Regions from separate parts of the Mus musculus genome. Here all the other regions are linked to region 3. A link is a contact called in public Hi-C and promoter capture Hi-C data. All regions are on one chromosome and are shown on one strand. The core of a region is the stretch at or near the end of the contact, and the rest is flanking DNA. Distances in the headings are between cores, read along the strand shown. Region 1 has its middle 15 kb from the start of Hsd11b1. Region 2 holds the start of Hhat (hedgehog acyltransferase). Region 3 overlaps Syt14 (synaptotagmin XIV).

Evidence for each region. Promoter capture Hi-C pulls out the DNA fragments that hold promoters and counts their contacts. Hi-C and Micro-C count contacts between places; a contact is called where the count stands out from the background.
Region 1: a Hi-C map of cerebellum shows a contact between it and region 3, with 2.5 times the contacts expected there. The contact joins two enhancer-like sites. A contact is called at or near these places in 14 of 484 Hi-C or Micro-C datasets (the 3T3-L1 cell line, B cells, the HPC-7 cell line and 10 more) and 2 of 9 other capture datasets (liver and pancreatic islet).
Region 2: a contact with region 3 is called in a promoter capture Hi-C map of hippocampal neurons, with 3 times the contacts expected there. The contact joins the promoter of Hhat here to the enhancer-like site in region 3. A contact is called at or near these places in 4 of 39 promoter capture datasets (3T3-L1-derived adipocytes, cranial neural crest, epiblast stem cells and 1 more), 1 of 15 datasets of contacts at CTCF or cohesin (pro-B cells), 5 of 484 Hi-C or Micro-C datasets (cerebral cortex, cortical neurons and embryonic stem cells), 2 of 115 datasets of contacts at active chromatin or transcription factors (bone marrow-derived macrophages and embryonic basal ganglia) and 1 of 9 other capture datasets (adipose tissue).

The regions. Positions count from the first base shown.
Region 1 is chr1:193,255,708-193,258,710 of GRCm38.p6, forward strand. It overlaps a transcript of Hsd11b1 not described here. Among named protein-coding and RNA genes, the nearest start is that of Hsd11b1, 15 kb to the left of the region's middle. Within about 2 kb of position 1,269, at least 31 of the 459 cell types and tissues checked have an H3K27ac peak or open chromatin away from gene starts, as enhancers often do. A contact at or near this core is called in cerebellum, where this site is marked.
Region 2 is chr1:192,769,099-192,772,474 of GRCm38.p6, forward strand. Hhat (hedgehog acyltransferase) reads right to left here and starts at 2,121. Exons shown (of 12, transcript NM_144881.4): 1 at 1,882-2,121.
Region 3 is chr1:193,002,830-193,005,933 of GRCm38.p6, forward strand. All of the region lies in intron 2 of Syt14 (synaptotagmin XIV), which reads right to left. Among named protein-coding and RNA genes, the nearest start is that of Syt14, 31 kb to the right of the region's middle. Within about 2 kb of position 1,317, at least 16 of the 459 cell types and tissues checked have an H3K27ac peak or open chromatin away from gene starts, as enhancers often do. A contact at or near this core is called in cerebellum and hippocampal neurons, where this site is marked.

The DNA.
Region 1 (3,003 bases), core at 19-2,518, 250 kb after region 3:
AGAAAATGACTGCAGCAATTTAAAGGCAGGCAGACACTAAGACTTAATTTCTGGCAATATTTCTATTATCCAGAGGGACCTCTGGGTTAAGTCAGGACAAAAGAGGATGAAGGAGAAGGGAGGAGAAAGACTCATAAGCACTGACACATACCTAGAAAGAGCCATATACAGGAAACTAGTATCCCTGACGCCCTCCTACACACACACACACACACACACACACACACATACACTACATATACACACTTCACATGCACTCACACACACTACACAAACACATACCACACACACATACACACTACACACACACCTATACCACACACACAATGCACACACATGCTCACACACACTTTCATACACTACATACACACTTATACACACACTCACACACTTACACACATACACACACTACAAATACACACTCCACATACACTCACACACACTACACAAACACATACACCCTATACCACATACACACTACACACACACCTATATCAAGCACACACAATGCACACACATGCTCACATACACTTACATACACTACACACACATGCACACACACACTTATACACACACTATACACACACACTCACAACATTGCACACATACATACTACACACACACACATGCTACACACACACACTCATACACTACACATACACCCCCCTACACAACACACACACACACACACCACACATACCTATACCACACAATGCACACACTACACACACTCACACATACACACTACACACATACATACACCCTTCCCCCACACACCACAATACCCCCACCCCCCACACACACACCATATCACACCTGGTCCAGAAAAGTGGAGGACAGTTCTCAGACCCCAGCAGGCCTGATGAATATTAGTCAAGGGTAGGACTCAGATATGTGCATTTTTTCCAAGGCTCCTGACAGAGAGGTTCCTGTTTGCCCCAGCAAGCTCTTGGACCTTCTTCAAGGCTCATTTGTGCATACTTCTTTACAAAATCCAGCTTTAGCAAGGTCCTGCTGGTTCAGGTTGGCAAGAACCCTCTCTGCTGCCACCCCTCTCAAGTATCTATTTAACCTTGATATCTGATCAGTCTCCTCATCTTCCTCCATCCCCAGGCAATGGCAGTCACCGTGGCCAGCCTTCAGCGAGATCCCTGACCCGTCAGCCCCATCAGAACCATCTCTTTTCTCTCACTCTGATGTTTCCTCTTAGTAATTTTCCATCTACCAATTGCCGCTCTGCAGTTTGGCTGCAAACCATCACTTGTCTGGTCTGTGTTTGGAAATAAGCCCAGTTTTGTGCCGAGCTCTTCCTTCCCTCATGGCAACAGTCCTGTATGGGGTCTAGCCCCTTTAACCAGGTTCTAGCTCTAGCTTCCTGTGATCCTATACAAAGAGGTTCGAGGAGCCTGTTCAACAAAGTGAACTCTGCATTTGTTAATTAGACTGTTAGTTTAGGCTTAACTTAGTGATTCCAGGCACCAATGTGTGGCTGATAGAACACAACTGAGCCTCTTTTAAATGTAATTCTCCATGCTGGCAAGACGGTCTAGTTGATAAAGTGTAAGCATGGGAAAGAGAGTTCAGTTCCCAGCACCCACATTAAAAGCTGGGTATGATGGTGTGTGCCTGCAATCACAGTTCTAGGGACATGGACTCAGGCAGATCCCTGGGGCTTGCTAGCCACCAGCATCCCCTAACCATCAAGCCCCAGGTCTTAGTGAGAGACCTTGTCTCAGACAATAAGATGGATCGCTCGTGAGGAACCACACAGAGACTGATCTCTGACTTCTACAGGAACTCACACACAGAATGGTACACACATACACACACACACATTTGTATACATACACTAAATAAATTTGTATACCTGTCAACATAGTGAATTGGAATGTTTTAAAGGTCTCATGATTTCTGAAGGATCTCAAAGCCTCCGGGCCACATAGTCCTACTCACAGGCACTAGCTTTAATACTTACCACACCCCCTGCCCCCAGGAGGGTTCAACTATATATTTGTTAAACAATATCCTTTTAAGTACTTTTTAATTTTTTCAAATTTAGAAGTCATTTACTGATTTCCCATAAGGAACATCTGGTTTTTTTCCCTATTCATTTATTTATTAGATATTTTCTTTTTTATATTTATTTATTATTAGATATTTTCTTTATATACATTTCAAATGCTATACCGAAAGTTCCCTATACCCTCCCTCCACCCTGCTCCCCTACCCACCCACTCCCGCTTCTTGGCACTGGCATTCCCCTGTACTGGGGCATATAAAGTTTGCAATACCAAGGGGTCTCTCTTCCCTGTGATGGCCAACTAGGCCATCTTCTGCTACAAATGCAGCTAGAGACACGAGCTCAGGAGGTACTGGTTAGTTCATATTATTGTTCCACCTGTAGGGTTGCAGACCCCTTCAGCTCCTTGGGTGCTGTCTCTAGATTCTCCATTGGGGGCCCTGTGTTCCATCTTATAGATGACTGTGAGCATCCACTTCTGTATTTGCCAGGCACTGGCATAGCCTCATACGAGACAGCTATAACAGGGTCCCTTCAGCAAAATCTTTCTGGCATTGTGCAATGGTGTCTGGGTTTGGTGGCTGATTATGGGATGGATCCCTGGGTGGGGTAGTCTCTGGATAGTTCATCCTTTCGTCTTAGCTCCAAACTTTGTCTCTGTAACTCCTTTCATGGGTATTTTGTTCCCTATTTTAAGGAGGAATGAAGTATCCACCCATTAGTCTTCCCTCTTCTTGATTTTCTTGTGTTTTGCAAATTGTATCTTGGGTGTTCTATGTTTCTGGGCTAATATCCACTTATAAGTGAGTGCATATCTAATGACTTCTTTTGTGATTGGGTTACCTCACTAAGGATGATATCCTCCACATTTGTCCAAGAATTTCATAAATCCATCGTTTTTAATAGCTGAGTAGTACTCCATTGTGTAAATGTACCACATTTTCTGTATCCATTCTTCTGTTGAGGGACATCTGGGTTCTTTC
Region 2 (3,376 bases), core at 871-3,370, 230 kb before region 3:
TCTTTCCCTGACACTAGCGTTAAGGTTGGATAAGAAATGTTCCCCACAGACTCGTTGTTTGAACATCTGGTGCCAGACTGGTGACCCTGTTTGGGAAGGTTGGGGAACCTTTAGGAGGTGGAGCCTGGTGGGTCACCGGGATCGGACATTGAGGTTTATAGTCAGGCCACACTTCCTGTTCATTCTGTCTCCTGACTATAAATATAATGTGACCAGCAGCCTCCTGTCTCCTTCCCACTAAGAGAATAAACCCCTAACCTGCACAAGGAATAAACCCTTCTCCCTGAAACTGCTTATCCTGGGGCATTTTGATCAAAAGGATAAAAAAGATAACTTAAACTACTACCTTCTCTCTCTCTCTTCCTTCCTCCCTCCCTCCCCCCTCTCTCTCCCCCTGCCCTCTTTCTCCTCTTTCTTATGAGAGTTATGATCAAATATCCTGCAATAGAACATTATACAAATCTGAGCTTTCATGGCGTTTTGATAACTTTGTTTCAGTATTATTTATAATCCCTGTATTTTTGTGACTTTTACTTATTTTTAAATTTGGTTTTGTTTCTTGGGACAGGGTCTCATGTAGCAATGGCTGCCTTGACCTCTTGGCCCCCTGCTTCCAAGCAGCCCCATCCTGAGTTCTTTCCACACCTTTTTAAAAGCCTCCAAAAAGGCCCGTAGCAAGTTCTGCAAGAACCAAGAATTTTATTTCTCTGAGGCCCCAAAGTATGGCACCCCTGCCCTTGGGCCACACTGACCTGGGATCACCAGGAGATCTTGCCAACTGCCAACCAGGGCCTTGACCTCACCTTCAGCTGGTGACTCTCCAAGAGAAAGCCAAGTAAAAACCAGGTAAAGCCTTTGTCCCCAAAGAAGGCTCCAAACCCCAGCCCCTAGCATAGACAATTCATTGGTGCTGGTGGCCTTGAAGGGTCTTGGAGAACACAGCTTGTCTTTCTGGGGTGCTGTCAAAACAACACATCCATCAGAACTGTCCTTAGCCAGCACATAAACCATCCTACGGGGAGAGAAATCACAGGGAAGTCGGAACATGAAGAATAGAAGCCAGAAAGAATGGACTTCTAGACCCTGAGTGAAAGCGCACAGCCCTTCAAAGCTTTCCCTGAGCCGCGTCCTGTGGCACTGGAGCAGATGCTCAGCTCTACATAATAGAACACCACACTGAACGGAGCAGACACACTGCATAACGCTGTCAGTCCCCACACGTAGAAGGCCCTGATCTAAAAGCGGCCAATAGCTGTTGAATCTGGGGGAGGAGAGCCTGCATAAAAACTGGTGTCTCCCAGTCTTGCCACTGAACAGATGAGGGAAACTAAGTCCAGAGAGTTTCTGGAAAGCGAAAGAGATCTTTAAACTGAGAACTGGGGCTCGGTGGTTAAACATTTGCTGCACGGGTTTGTTGGCCCAATTTCAACACACACACACACACACACACACCACGAAGAAAACAGAAATCTCTGAGCTGGGCCGGGTGGGGGCGTGGGGAGGGCCTGTAGGCGCCCTTCCTGCAGGGAGCAGCAGGGTTCTCGGTTCCCGGGACTCCGTGCCTTTGTGTCGCCGCCCTCCAGCACGCGGACACGGACACGGGAAGCGGAAACGCTATTGCGTTTCTCCCCCACGTCAGCGGCGAGCCTCCCACGACCTGCTGCGGCACCCCAGCCAGCCCCCTGTCTCCGCGCAGGTTAAGTCGTGGCAGCCTTTGCAACCACAGGCCCCTGCACGGCCGCCAGCTCCACGCGCGCCCGCCGCCAGCCCCCGCGCGCCCTCTGACCCTGCGGGGCCTCACCACCCACGCCCCCTCCTGCTCTCCACGCGCGCCCCCGATGCACGGCTTTTCCCCTGTCTGTCTCGCGCGGGCGAAATCACCTGGATCGCAGTGTGCAGAGCTGGGCGAGCGGGAGAGAAGGCGTCCCTGCACCCCGCCGCGCTGAGCCGCGGCCCGGGAGGGACTCGCGAGCACAGCGCGGGTCAGAGGCCGCGGGGGTGAGCGCCTGGCCTGAGATGTTGTGCCCGGGTTCCCGAACGCAGGATTGGCCAGGGCTCTGTACATTTACTGGAGCCGAATCATTACACAGGGTCCCACCAGAACCTCAGGCTCCAGGATTCTTCCGGTCCCCAAAGGAATGAGTCTGGGGCGGGGGTGTGTACGGCCTGCCCTGCTACAGGAAGATGACTTAGACCAGTGAAGGGCAGACTAAATAGAGCTGGAGAAATCTCTGCAAAACCGACTTTAAAATCATCTTCACTTCCACCTTCCCCAGCACCAACTAAAACAGCCGGACCAGGAGTGCCAGGTTGCCCAAAATAAAAACACAGGGTGCCAAGTTAATACTTTCTTGGTATCATATGGCCTTTGTTGTTTGGAAGACGTAATATACTTTCTAACAGTTCCTGGGGGTTGGAGAGATGTGGCTCAGTGAGTAAGGGTTTGCTATGCAAGTGTTAGGATCTGAGTTTAATCCCCACACTGAAGTAAAGAGCCAGGCATGGCTGGTGTGCCTGTAGCCCCGTCATTGAAGGTAGAGACTCTATCGAACCCCTAGATCCTGACCAGCTGCCTTAGTCTAAACAGGAAGCCTCCAATTAGAGGCTAATGCAGACCCTGCACCACAAAAATGAGGTGAGGCAAGAGGAAGATGTGGAAGCCTTGCTCTGGCCTCTTCAGGAGAGCACCCAACATGCATACAACATATATGTCTTGTATATTTGTAATAACAGTGTGCCTTGGTACCTGACAAGTCTGGTCACTGTAATAAAGCCCAGGGTTTGGCCCAGAAGGTGCCAAAGTGTTAGCTCTGCTCTGGGACAGTCAGAAGAGGTGGTCCTCTTCTGTGTCAGGTTCTAAATGGCCTGTTACTGTGGGTTCAATGCCATTTAAGTCTAACTCTTTTCTACATGTGCACAGTGCTCATTTGAAGACATAAAATAAAGTCAGGTTTGGCTAATGTAAATCAGAAACATCTGTGTAAGAGAAAATACTCCAGGCTTGTGACCCAGCTATACAGCCAAGACAGGAGGATCCGAAGTTCAAAACCAGGGCTACAGAGTGATTTTGACAAACTGTCTCAAAATGTAAAAGTAAGCATTGGCAGAGGAGACACAGCTCAGTGGTGGAGCCTTGCCTCACATGCAGAACACCCACAATACCAAAGCCCAAAGCAAGACTAAGCAATGAGCTGAAGAACGTGCCGGCGGGGAATATTCCAAGTGGTACTTCTTAGTACACGTGGATTTAAAACAGTTGATGGAAACATCAGAATCCAGTTGCACGTAGACAAGAGACTTGAGTGTGGGAGTGTATTTTGACAAAATTATCTTATATTCTAAGAGACTGGAAGCTTTGCTGGGCTTCTCGGGTGAA
Region 3 (3,104 bases), core at 67-2,566:
AAAACAGACTCAGGTAGGGGTCAAAGTCTCACTATCTCCGTTACAGGCATGTTTGCAAGGATCTAACTTTTTCCCACTAGGCTCAATCCACAGAACCATAGGCTGGGGAATAAGCCTTTAATATGGGAGTTCTTGGAGGACAATTCTAATAAAATTATAGCAGACTATATTCAGATTTCATTTCCCATGGTTTCACGTAACTATGATTAGCAGCCTGTAGCATCAAACAACAATTTCAAGAAGTAAACAATTTCTAGGTTTCAATGGTACAGCACTGTAAGCAGCAGGATGAAGTTCAGTGTCACCGTCTGTAATGTCAGTCACCTCTCTTCAGTCAGAAACAACCCACAAAGAAGCACATATATACTGGTTTTTCAAAGGAATCTCAGTGTAGTCGGGGTAGCCTTTTTCAACAGTGAATGAAATCATCACTAACCATAGGCAAGAAAGTGAACTGTACTCCATGCACAAAAATTACTCAAAATAAATATCAAGATGAACTTTATGCATGCAAAAATAATAGGATTTTAAATCTTCATTCATTATAGCAATGAAATACATAACACATAATGGGAATAACAAAAATGTGTAAAGCTGTGGAGTGCTATCAGCACACACAGAAAACAAAAAAACTAACATGTTCTGAATGAAAAAGCAATACACTTAGAAATTCAACTACTTTTACCAAGATCCTCTCAGAACCAGGGAAGGGGACATAAACTGCACAAGAAGATGCTTGGCAAGATTATTTCAAAGGTCATCTGGGAAAATGGGCAGCCAGAAAGATATCAGCCCTAAGACCCAGAAGATTTACAGTATAAATGGGGAGCAAAGGCTATTCTGTAACTCTTCATTTTTCATTCTGACAGAAGCTAAGCTTCTGCACAGAGAGACTGTAAAGTTACGGCACACTTACACACTGCACTTACTGGCTCAGGAGGCTTACACTAATCACTGTCTCAAAAATTTATCATTTCTTTCCAATAAAAGCCAGGAATCGTGCTGCATGCTTATAATCCCCATACTGGGAAAGCAGAGACATGAAGGTCATAACTGAGGCCAGTCTGGCCCACAGAGTATGACCTCCAAAACCCAAAACACACAAAATACCTCACAGACAGATAACAACAGTTGGCTACACATGGAATCAGTTCTGTAAGGACTCAGAAATCCAATCTTGTTCAATACACTGGCAGGGACAGACCCTGAACCTCAGCCAGAGGAGGAGTTTGTCTGGTGAAGGATCAGTTTGTCAGAGTAGGCCAGGCAGATTTTGTTCTAGCAACAAAGTGTGGACCTGCTCCTTTTCAAAGCATGTTACAAAGCAGTGCACAGCAGATGGATGATGCAGATGGGTTGGAAAAGCTCAAGCAGGCTTCCAGGTTCTAAAGCTGGTCTACAGTTTCATTCCCCCGAACGCCTAGTGTCAAACACACAAAACTCACAACCTTTAGAGAAGGACAGAAGGGAAGGAAAAAAATGGTCCTTTCTGACAATAGTACTTCAGAGAGAGCAGAATGGGGTTGGGGAGCTGTGCAGTCACCAGCACCTTCCCTTCCCATTGTACTTTTACCTATGACTACTGCCTAGCCTGCACCCCACCTCGCCTGTCAGTGCTGGAAGAACCTGCAGCAGAGTCAATGGGTATTAGAAACAACAGTCACTGCAGGAGACTCTTTCTCTCTCTAGACTCACAACAGAAGTTCAAGGAACTGAGAATGAGAATCCATGCTCCTACTTTCTGTGAAACTGCAGATGAAAATGTCATTTTAATAATAGTAGCAAAAGCTTATTCTTTGCTAACATCACATCTCTATAAATTCACAACCTAATCAAAGTTCCTTGAACCAGGGTTTAAAAAAAAAAAAAAAAGGAAAGAAAGGGCTTAAAATACATTCCAACAGCTGGGCATGGTGGCACACACTCCCGGCACTTGAGAAGCAGGTGGAGCTCTGTGAGTTAGAAATCAACCTGCTCTATGTAGTGAGTGCCAAGTCTGCCAGGGCTACCTAGTGAGACTCTATCTTACAAAAATTCTTTTGACATTTTAATAGAACAGTTAGAAAAACCTGGTAGTCATTCCATATCTGTTATTTTTCCTTTTAGAAGTCATCAAGACACATTGACACAAAGATATTGGCCCTAAGGCTCGGAAATTTCAAAAACAGTATAAATAGGTAAAATGTTGTACTAAATTCTAGACTTTGCATTTTGACAGAAAGTCAAGCTTCTTCACAGAGACAGTGTGAAAATGTGGCATATTTACACACTCAACTCAGGAGCTTACAATATTGACTTTCTTGAAACTATGTCATTGCTTTCCAAGAAAACATTCAAAATCCTCTTCTTGCTGCTTTGGATTTTAGCACATTTCACGGTAACTACCACTTTCTATGCCATAGATACCAACACCAGCCCTCCAAGCCACTGTGATCATTAGGCAGTCCTGATCTTTGTCCCTCACTCTGGCACTATTATTCTCCTAACTGAAAAGACTTAGCTCTATAAATGTCCACCCACAAGAGACTGCCTCAAGTTTCCATGCTTAAGTAAAATTCTCACCTCAGCTTCGAACACAGCTGAAACTACTATGAGTACTATTACTTTTGAATATTTTTTAAAGTAAACATGTTCTTTATTACATACTGTTTAGCCCCAAAAAGGAAAGGAGGATATAAGCAGTCTTTGCTATTCTGTGAGATCTTCTGTCTTCCACCCTTCTCCACCCCTTTTCTTCCATGCTTTTAACCCCCTAACACTAGATAAGAGGGAAAACAGGGGTAGAGAGGAAAGGGAAGAGACCCCTGAATAAAGTCAGGGGTCAGAAAGGGATCCGTGTTATTGTTAGACCACTTCCTGCTGATTAGAGCATTGAGCTCTTTGGGGCAAGTTTAGTCTTCACTGTCAGGATATCTAATTTCCTCCTCCTCCTCCTCCTCCTCCTCCTCCTCCTCCTCCTCCTCCCCTTCCTCCTCGTTTCTTCTTTGTTCCAGAGTACTTTACAAACCAAGACCAACAACAACCAACAACTCACCCTGCCTCCCAAGGCCCTGTATATATCCTCTGAAAACTCCCCAAAATTCCAAACATCATACAATCTCAGA